Regions from separate parts of the Zea mays genome. Here region 2 is linked to region 1. The links are chromatin contacts, called in public Hi-C maps. All regions are on one chromosome and are shown on one strand. The core of a region is the stretch at or near the end of the contact, and the rest is flanking DNA. Distances in the headings are between cores, read along the strand shown.

What was found. Hi-C and Micro-C count contacts between places; a contact is called where the count stands out from the background.
Region 2: a contact with region 1 is called in a Hi-C map of endosperm, with 4 times the contacts expected there. The contact joins the promoter of LOC103644256 here to the promoter of LOC100284530 in region 1. A contact is called at or near these places in 5 of 25 Hi-C or Micro-C datasets (bundle sheath, ear, endosperm and 2 more) and 1 of 3 datasets of contacts at active chromatin or transcription factors (seedling).

What each region holds. Positions count from the first base shown.
Region 1 is chr1:300,183,957-300,187,956 of Zm-B73-REFERENCE-NAM-5.0, forward strand. LOC100284530 (ZFP16-2) reads left to right here and starts at 2,353. Exons shown (of 1, transcript NM_001157425.2): 1 at 2,353-3,296. The coding sequence starts at 2,487. The coding sequence ends at 3,008.
Region 2 is chr1:300,486,231-300,490,230 of Zm-B73-REFERENCE-NAM-5.0, forward strand. LOC103644256 (protein phosphatase 2C 35) reads right to left here and starts at 2,013. Exons shown (of 4, transcript XM_008667462.4): 1 at 525-2,013; 2 at 327-440. The coding sequence starts at 1,877.

The DNA.
Region 1 (4,000 bases), core at 1,103-3,602:
TAATGCATATTTCTCTCTTTTTTTAATATAACCCTGGAGTATATCGTTTCTTCTCGTTTTGAAGAATATATCTTTGCCATGCATGGTTCCTTAATTTCTGTATCCAAAGCTAAATATATAAGACGAAGGGAGTATGCAAGAGTATTAAGTAATCCTCCCATCCAAAAAAGTTTTTTTTTTTGAGAAGTAAAAAATGGTATTTATTTTAAGACGGGTGAATGATGTAGAAGTATGTATACGTACCATATATAATTTTTTTAAAGCAATGACGCGTTTCCTGATTCTGTTTACTTCACGCTACTGGCGCCAGCCGCCCGCCAGTGCATGGTCGCTGATCGACTCACGATCTTTGCAACAGCCTTCGTAGTTTCATTTTCTTTTCAACCAACCATTATATATAGTCACCCATACTCTGCACTAGTTGATCGGAATATAATTCTTCCACTATAACAGACATGAGTCCATGCACGTCATATACATGTGCCCGAACTTCACATACTGCTAAAAACTTTGGCTAACAATTTCTGTAATAGCACATTATCTTAAAGAAACTGATTACATATAACAAAAAACATATTTCTATAAAAATCACATACATATCTCTATAAAAATTGCATTTTGGAAACACAGAGAATAAAAATTGCTCTCTAGTGTTGCACGGGCACACAGACACAACACAGGTGGGAATGTGAGGTCGAGCCAAGCCAGAGGCAGCACTACTAGGTCGGCGCGGCGTGACGTCAACCATGAGATCATCTATCGCCTCTCTTGGCTCTCCATGACGTGCCGGCTGCGAGTAGATCGACGAGTATTGCAGTCAGCAGATATATCTTTATAGTTTCTAGATAATATTAAAATAACTTATATCATCAGGTATTTAATTGTATTCTAGGAAACTGCTTTTAAAACAATCTAGATACCACGGCACAATCTAAAGTTTGTATGTTATAGTTAGTTTTTTTTTACTATATGTACTCTAATTTAAAGCACCCTCTCTAAATTATCACTAAAAGACTCATTTGCATAAAAATCACTTTCTATATCTTTTCAGTCTCAACATTCTTTTCTATATCTTGTTTGCACTCTAGAGAGTCATTCATGTTTTTTTGGCTAGCGAGAAATCCGAAATATAAAATATTGGATGGTATTTTTTTAGGAAAACAAAAATCTCTATTTATATAAATTAAGAAGAATATTGAGAGACACTTGGAGTTGCTTTTAGAACGGTATGTCTAAACATGCTAGTATGTTTAGAACCGATCAAAAATATTGTATCGTTACAATAATTAAAACAATGTTTTCATTATTACTCACAGATACGTAAATATATGTCTCCCGATCGGCTTAGGGTCCGTTTGGTTTATTTAGTACAGGAACTAAAGTTTTGTTTGGAGACTAAAATTTAGTCTCTATCCTGTTTGGTTGTAGGGACTAAAAATATTCTAAACATATTAAATGAGTCATAAGAAGACCGAAATACTCCTTAGTATTCTCCCGCCATTAGTGCAACTAAAATAAAGGAAGAGTAAAAAGTGAAATTTGTATGATTTAGTCTTTTTTAGTCAACCTTTGTGCTTTGTGGGACTAGAGACTAAAATAAATCAGTCTCTATTTTAGTCTCACTGTTTGGCAATTTATGAACTAAATGAGACTAAAAATGAAGGGACTAATTTTTAGTCCCTCAAACTGGTCAATTTGGCAGCCACGGTGGATATCACAGCTGATGTCTTGTGGTGCGGGATGGATCGATGAGATGCCCCAGTTTGCCTGCGCTTAGTAGTATACCGTACACACTACCAGAAAGGGAAAGCGTCTTCTGGAACCGGAACAAACGAACCAACTTGGAACAGGACTAGTTGACCGTGAGAGCGCGTCATTATTCAAATCTCACCAATCTGAGAGAGCTGAGCGACCGAAGGTTCCAGATCCTTCCCGCACTGCCGAGCCGAAGGTGCAGTCAGCGGCAAGTGCATCTCCACACGCCGCCGCCCATCCCCTCGCCGCCGTCCGAACCCGCGGGCGACGTTGCGTTGCGTTGCCCCCGCGGCTAAGGAAGGGGAACAGTCGCGATCTGGCGGCGGAGGCCACCGGCCGCCCCAGCCCAACTATATATCCGCGAGGCAAAACCGCGCGCGATGGACGCCCATCCGTCCACGTCGCGACGCGGCGCCGCGCTTCGCGGTGCGCGGTGCCTTCCCCGGATTGGTCCGCCCACGTCGCGTCGGTCGGTCGGACTCGGACCCCTATCAACTTGGCGCACACGTAAGCCCCCACACCGCCTCGGCCCTCTGCACTGCCGAGCCTTGGACGGAGACACAACCTATAAAAGGGTGCGCGCCCTCACCCAGACCCAACCCAACCTAACCCACAAGCCACACAACCCAAGCACAAAACACATCACCGCATCTTTTTCCTTCCGAGCTGTACGTATCTGCAGAGAGAGAGAGAGAGAGAGAGAGAGAGAGAGAAAGATTAGGTCAGAGACCATGAAGCACCCGAGGCCGACGGAGCAGGATGTGTCGCTGGCGCTGTCGCTGAGCACGGACTCGTCCACGACGACGTCCGACTCGGCGGGGACGCCACCGGCGAAGCGGGCGCGGGCGCGGGCGCGGCGGCGGGGCGCCGTGGTGGCCACGTCGGGGGAGGGCGAGTTCGTCTGCAGGACCTGCAGCCGCGCCTTCCCCTCGTTCCAGGCGCTGGGCGGCCACCGCACCAGCCACCTGCGCGCGGGCCGCCACGGCCTCGACCTCGGCGTCGTCGGCGCCCGGGCGCTCAAGCAGCACAAGCAGCAGGCCGCCAACGCCAACGCCAACGGCTGCGAAGGAGGCAAGCAGCGGCACGAGTGCAACGTCTGCGGGCTCGGCTTCGAGATGGGCCAGGCGCTGGGCGGCCACATGCGGAGGCACCGCGAGGAGGAGATGGGCGCCGCCGACGCCTGGGTCACCCTCTGGCGCACCGAGGCGTCGCGCGCCGCCGACCCGCCCGTCTTGCTCGAGCTCTTCGCTTAGATCGATCCGGCCGGCATAGGGTCGGGCTAATCCCTCCTTGTTATTTGGGGGGAGGCTAACTCGTCATCTAGACATCTAGTAGCGTCGGTAGTTTAATCCAGGACATGTAAATCGTATTGGTTCGTTCGTTGCCTTTTTTTTGTAATTACGCTAGTATAGTACTAGCTTCTGCTGTGTTTAGCGGTTCGGTCATGGGGCCGGTTGGATTCCGATACGAATGTCAGAGAACTGATTTCATTCATACTATATTGCTGGAACATATAACAGGATCGATGATTCCTTGGTTCCCATGCATGTCTGTTCGGCTTACTGCAGCGCATTCGTCCGAAATCATCGCGCACGAATCATTCGTCAATTTGAACGATATCCGCGATATGCATGCTTTTTCTAAAATGTCCCAATGGTTAATTAATTTCGTTCGCATATGTTCATGAGCAAGTTAAAAAAAAATAGCGGTCTGGTTCGTTTAACTGATTCCTTTTTTGTTTACCCCCAACGCGATCGAAGGCCCATCGTCGAAACGATCGATTGTTCTTCCGGTTCTTGGACCGTGCGTACCTGTCGTCATCCCATCCGATGATCACCAGCCTTCAACTTTTAGCATCAGGCGGGCGGTTCTGTGGTTTTGGGAGGGATAATTATTGTATCGATATGATCATATGGATTTTTTGAGGCTTTTTCTCGGCGCCTGGGGAAGGCAAACGTGGGATGCACGTACGTGCGCCCGTCCGGGCCCAGCTGGTAGCAGCCCTGCCCCGTGAATCAAGAGGACATATCTGGTGCACATAGAAACTGGTGCACATGGTGCACATATTAAATCATCACCACTCATTTTAGATCTAACGTCTCTAATTGATTATTCAATTTACAAATAACACCTTCCACCACTACACACCACCACGTTGGAGGGTGTCCTTAGTAAAATGTACCAAACAACTAGAGACGTTAGATCTAAAATGAGTGGTAATGATTTAATATGTGCAACATGTGCA
Region 2 (4,000 bases), core at 763-3,262, 300 kb after region 1:
TGACAACGATGTAGTATTTTTTTTCTCTCTCAAACTTTGGACCGGTTCCTGCTTTCCTTTTTTTGACCTCGATTGATCAAGATCTGAGTAACTACTTGTTGACCAACGAACCACAAGCAGCAAGGGTGTCATGTTTTGCACCTGTTGATATGATGAATGAGATTGGACTCTTTGTCTGGCCCTAGGAATTTAACCTTCCAATTTCGGATCTTCTTTCTTAGGACACAACAGAATTAAGCCAGTGGCATGGCATGATCATGGTCATCTAAAGCAAGTTCATCATGTGCATAAGCAGAACTGATGCAATTCATCAGATAGGAACTGACCTGTTTCAGGAAACCAGCTCCAAACGCTCTCGTCACCTTGAGCGAGCCCTTCACACGGTCCTTGGAGATCGCGGACGGGTCATCAGGGTGCTCGTTCCGTATTCTGCAGACTTCCTGTAAACGTATGAGTTACTGTGAGATCAGATCAGATCATCAAAAAGGACAATCTTCAATCCAACTGTGAATCGATCCAGTTACCTGCCGCACCGACGTGCTGTGTTCTGATGTAAGCTGCACAGCTGACAAGAGCGGCGTGCCATCCCCAACCAATCCATCACTGGTGACCTGCTCGACGTCTACACTGTCCATTGTTCCCAGGACAGCCCGGCTGTCACCTACATTCATGAGGTACATGTCCTCCCCTTTCATAAGCATGGCTAGAACGCAAGAGCCCATAAGCGCAAGCTCCGGGAACTCGCCGACCATCTTATCGGCCACGTCCAGGTAGGCCTCCTCGGTCTTGCGAAGCGCGCGCGCAAGCGCCTTAAGCACGGCGAGGTGGTCGTTCTGGCTGCTGCCCCGAGGAGGGCGCTGGGTCGGCGGCTTCAGGGCGCTGGAGCAGTCGCGCTCCCACTCGCACTTCCACCGCCGCTGGTCATCGTCGGCGCCGCGCGGCGGTCTCGAGCGGCGGGCGCGGCGGCGGCGGCGGTCCTGGTGATCTGAGGCCGTGGTGCTGGTCGTGGTCGGCTGGTCGGGGTGCGCGTCGCGCTGGTCCCAGAGCAGGCCGCGGAGCTCGCGGTGCACGGCGGCGTAGAGATGGGAGACGAGGAAGTCCGTGGCGTCGGGGCCGTTGAAGCCGTCGTAGATGCCGACGAACACCCAGCCCCGCTCCTCCGACACCACGACGTGGACGCGGTCCTCGCCGGCCTTCCCCTGCGCCCACTGCAGCTGCAGCCCGGCGCCATCGGGCGAGCCGAGGCCGAGGCCGAGGCCGAGATCCATCGAACCCTGAAGCTTCTCCGTCCGCGCGAGGATCGCGCGGGTGAGATCCCGCAGGCGGCGGCCGCCGTGCGACAGGCTCCGGCGGAGCGAGGGCACGGCGCCTCCCATGCGGCCGGACGTGGCGGCGCCAGGGAGCGGGCCGGACGACATGAGCGCGGCGTCGAGGGGGCCCGAGAGGAACCCCCTCTCTATGGGCCCGGAGAGGAACCCGGCCCCGGCCCCGGCGGGCGCGCAGATGGGCCCCGACGGGAACCTCGGGACCGGCTGCAGCGGCACGGCGGCGAACGACTCGGAGCTCTCGAAGCCGGAGGAGGAGGCCGCCGACTCGTCCGGCAGCAGCAGGAGGAGGGACGTGGAGAGCGGCGTGGAGACGTTGGCGCTGAGCGCGGCCCCCGAGATGGCCCGGAACGTGGTGGCGTCCTCGGCCGCCTTGGCGTCGGCGACCAGGTCGTCGTCCGCGGAGAAGGGCACGGGCACCTTATCCGGCCGGACGTAGCAGAAGGAGTGGCCGAGGCCCTCGTCGTAGGCGGGGTCCGAGGGGAGCGCGGCGGGCGCCACGTGCCCCGCGGCGCCGCCCGCGCAGCAGAAGCAGGCGAGGGAGTTGCCCATGGCGGGACGGGAGCGGAGCGGAGCGGAGGGTTGTGGACGCGGGGAGGGTTGGGTGGTTTGGTTATAATGGAAATGGAGGTGAGGGCGTGAGCAGAGTTGACTTGTGGGAGAGGAGGAGAAGGGGGGAGGAGAGTGGGTGGGTGGGGTTGAAATGCCTGAATAAATAAAAAGCTGGTTTTCCACCTCTAGGCGTTGACTCGCGTGGGTGTGCGAGCCCGCGAGGCAGCTGCGGCTGCGGGGCCGCGGCCGCGGGAGCCCTTCCCCTCGCCCCGGTCCGCTTCCTGCGTCGTCGTGGTGGCGGGGCCCGCCCGCGCCTCGGTGCGGAAACCTGATGCAACCTTCTGCGTCCGCGTCCGTGTGGCCGCTTGTGAGGCTGAGGTGAGCCGCACCATGCCTCGTTGCTGCCTGGACCTTTGCTTCTGTTCTGTATACACGGGTGATACTGAACTGGTGCCACGGTCACGGACCACGAGAGAGAGGAGACAATATGGTGGGCGATACGAAAATGACGAGCACGTGCCTTCCAGAAAGTCATACCTGGCACAGCGGGCCAGCCGCCAGCGGCACAAGAGACGGACGCGAGCGCAGACTTGAAGAGAAAGTCCAAAAGATCCAATCCTCAGCGCAGCGCCCCCGGGCCTCGGGACTAGGGATGAAAACGGTGGAAAACGATCGAAAAAACAGCTAAATTGTTTTTTGTTTTCATATTTTTTTGGTCGGAACGAAAACGAAAACGAAAACCAACGGTCGAAATACGGGATCGAAAGTGTCGGTTATTCAAAAACGATCGAAAACCATAAACTATAGTCGGAAAGATAACTATTTTGTAGTTTTATCAAAAAACATAATAAAGTGATGTATTGCCTAATTTTTAAAATTTAGAAATATATAAATAACTCTTTTTCATCATTCATATTAGTAGAGTAATTATAACATTTACTTTTCGCGTATTTATTCACTTGAACACAACAAAATTCTATAACTTAAATAAATTATATGCTAAACATATCTCATATTATATAAAACGGTAGAAAAACAGTATTAGCACGACTCGGAAACGACGAAAAACTAACTAAATCATTTTCGTACCGTTTTTATCGGTTCCTGAACAATTCAAAAACGATCGGGAAAAAACAGTATTCGAAACGGGACGGTACGAGAATTTCCCGTCCCGTTTTCATCCCTACCTTGGACATCGGCGGCTTGCCGATACGAACGGCCGGGCCGTCTGGAATTCGGCAGCCGAGCCGTGGATCCTAGCTCGCTCGCGACGACGACGCGGTTGCCATGCCGCGTGACTGACCCAAGCCGATGCAGCGTCGAGACCGCACGGAACAGGCGTCCGCTTCCGCGGTGGCAGCGGCAGGTGGGCGAACCGGCCACGCCACTTCCACTGGGGCGCTCCGGTTCGGTGCACACAGCCAACCAATCGGAGGATGATCCATAACCTAACAACCACGCACACAGGTCAGCGCGGGCGGGTGGATTTTTTATTTTTTTTTTCTCCCGCTGTCCGACGCTGGAAAGGCTGCGAACTAGTGGAGGGCTGGAGCGTTTGAGTTGGTCGCCGGTCGCACGCATGTGTGGCTGCAACTGCAGTCTGCGTTCCATGCGTGTGCGTCGCAACCTTTGGAGTTGGAGTGAGTTCGTTCGTACGGACGGGCTGAAGCGTTCTCACTCCGTGACTTTTCCGGCGCGGCATCTGGTATTCTGGTCCCATCCTCCGAGAGCTGAATTCATCAGCTCTGTAGCTCCTGTAGGCGGTAACCGGTAGCTCCAGTGTTTGTTTGGTTCAACTTTCTCTCAACCAGATTCGCTATCAAAAATCAAAAATCTCGACTAAACGAGTACAACAGCGGAATAGATTCATCCATATTATAGGCTATCACGTTCTTAAAAAATTTACATATGATAGTTGTATCTTTACACCATATAAAATAAATAGAAACATGAGCCACGTGAATCAACATTCGTCGTATCTTCTCATCCACACAAACATAACGAGACTCAAACTACCTCTACATATAAATAAGGGAAAGGTCATCACCGTTGCTATCAACACCAACCACAAAACTGTGTTTTCGTAGAGAACTCCTACAACCACGAAGATTTACATATAAGAT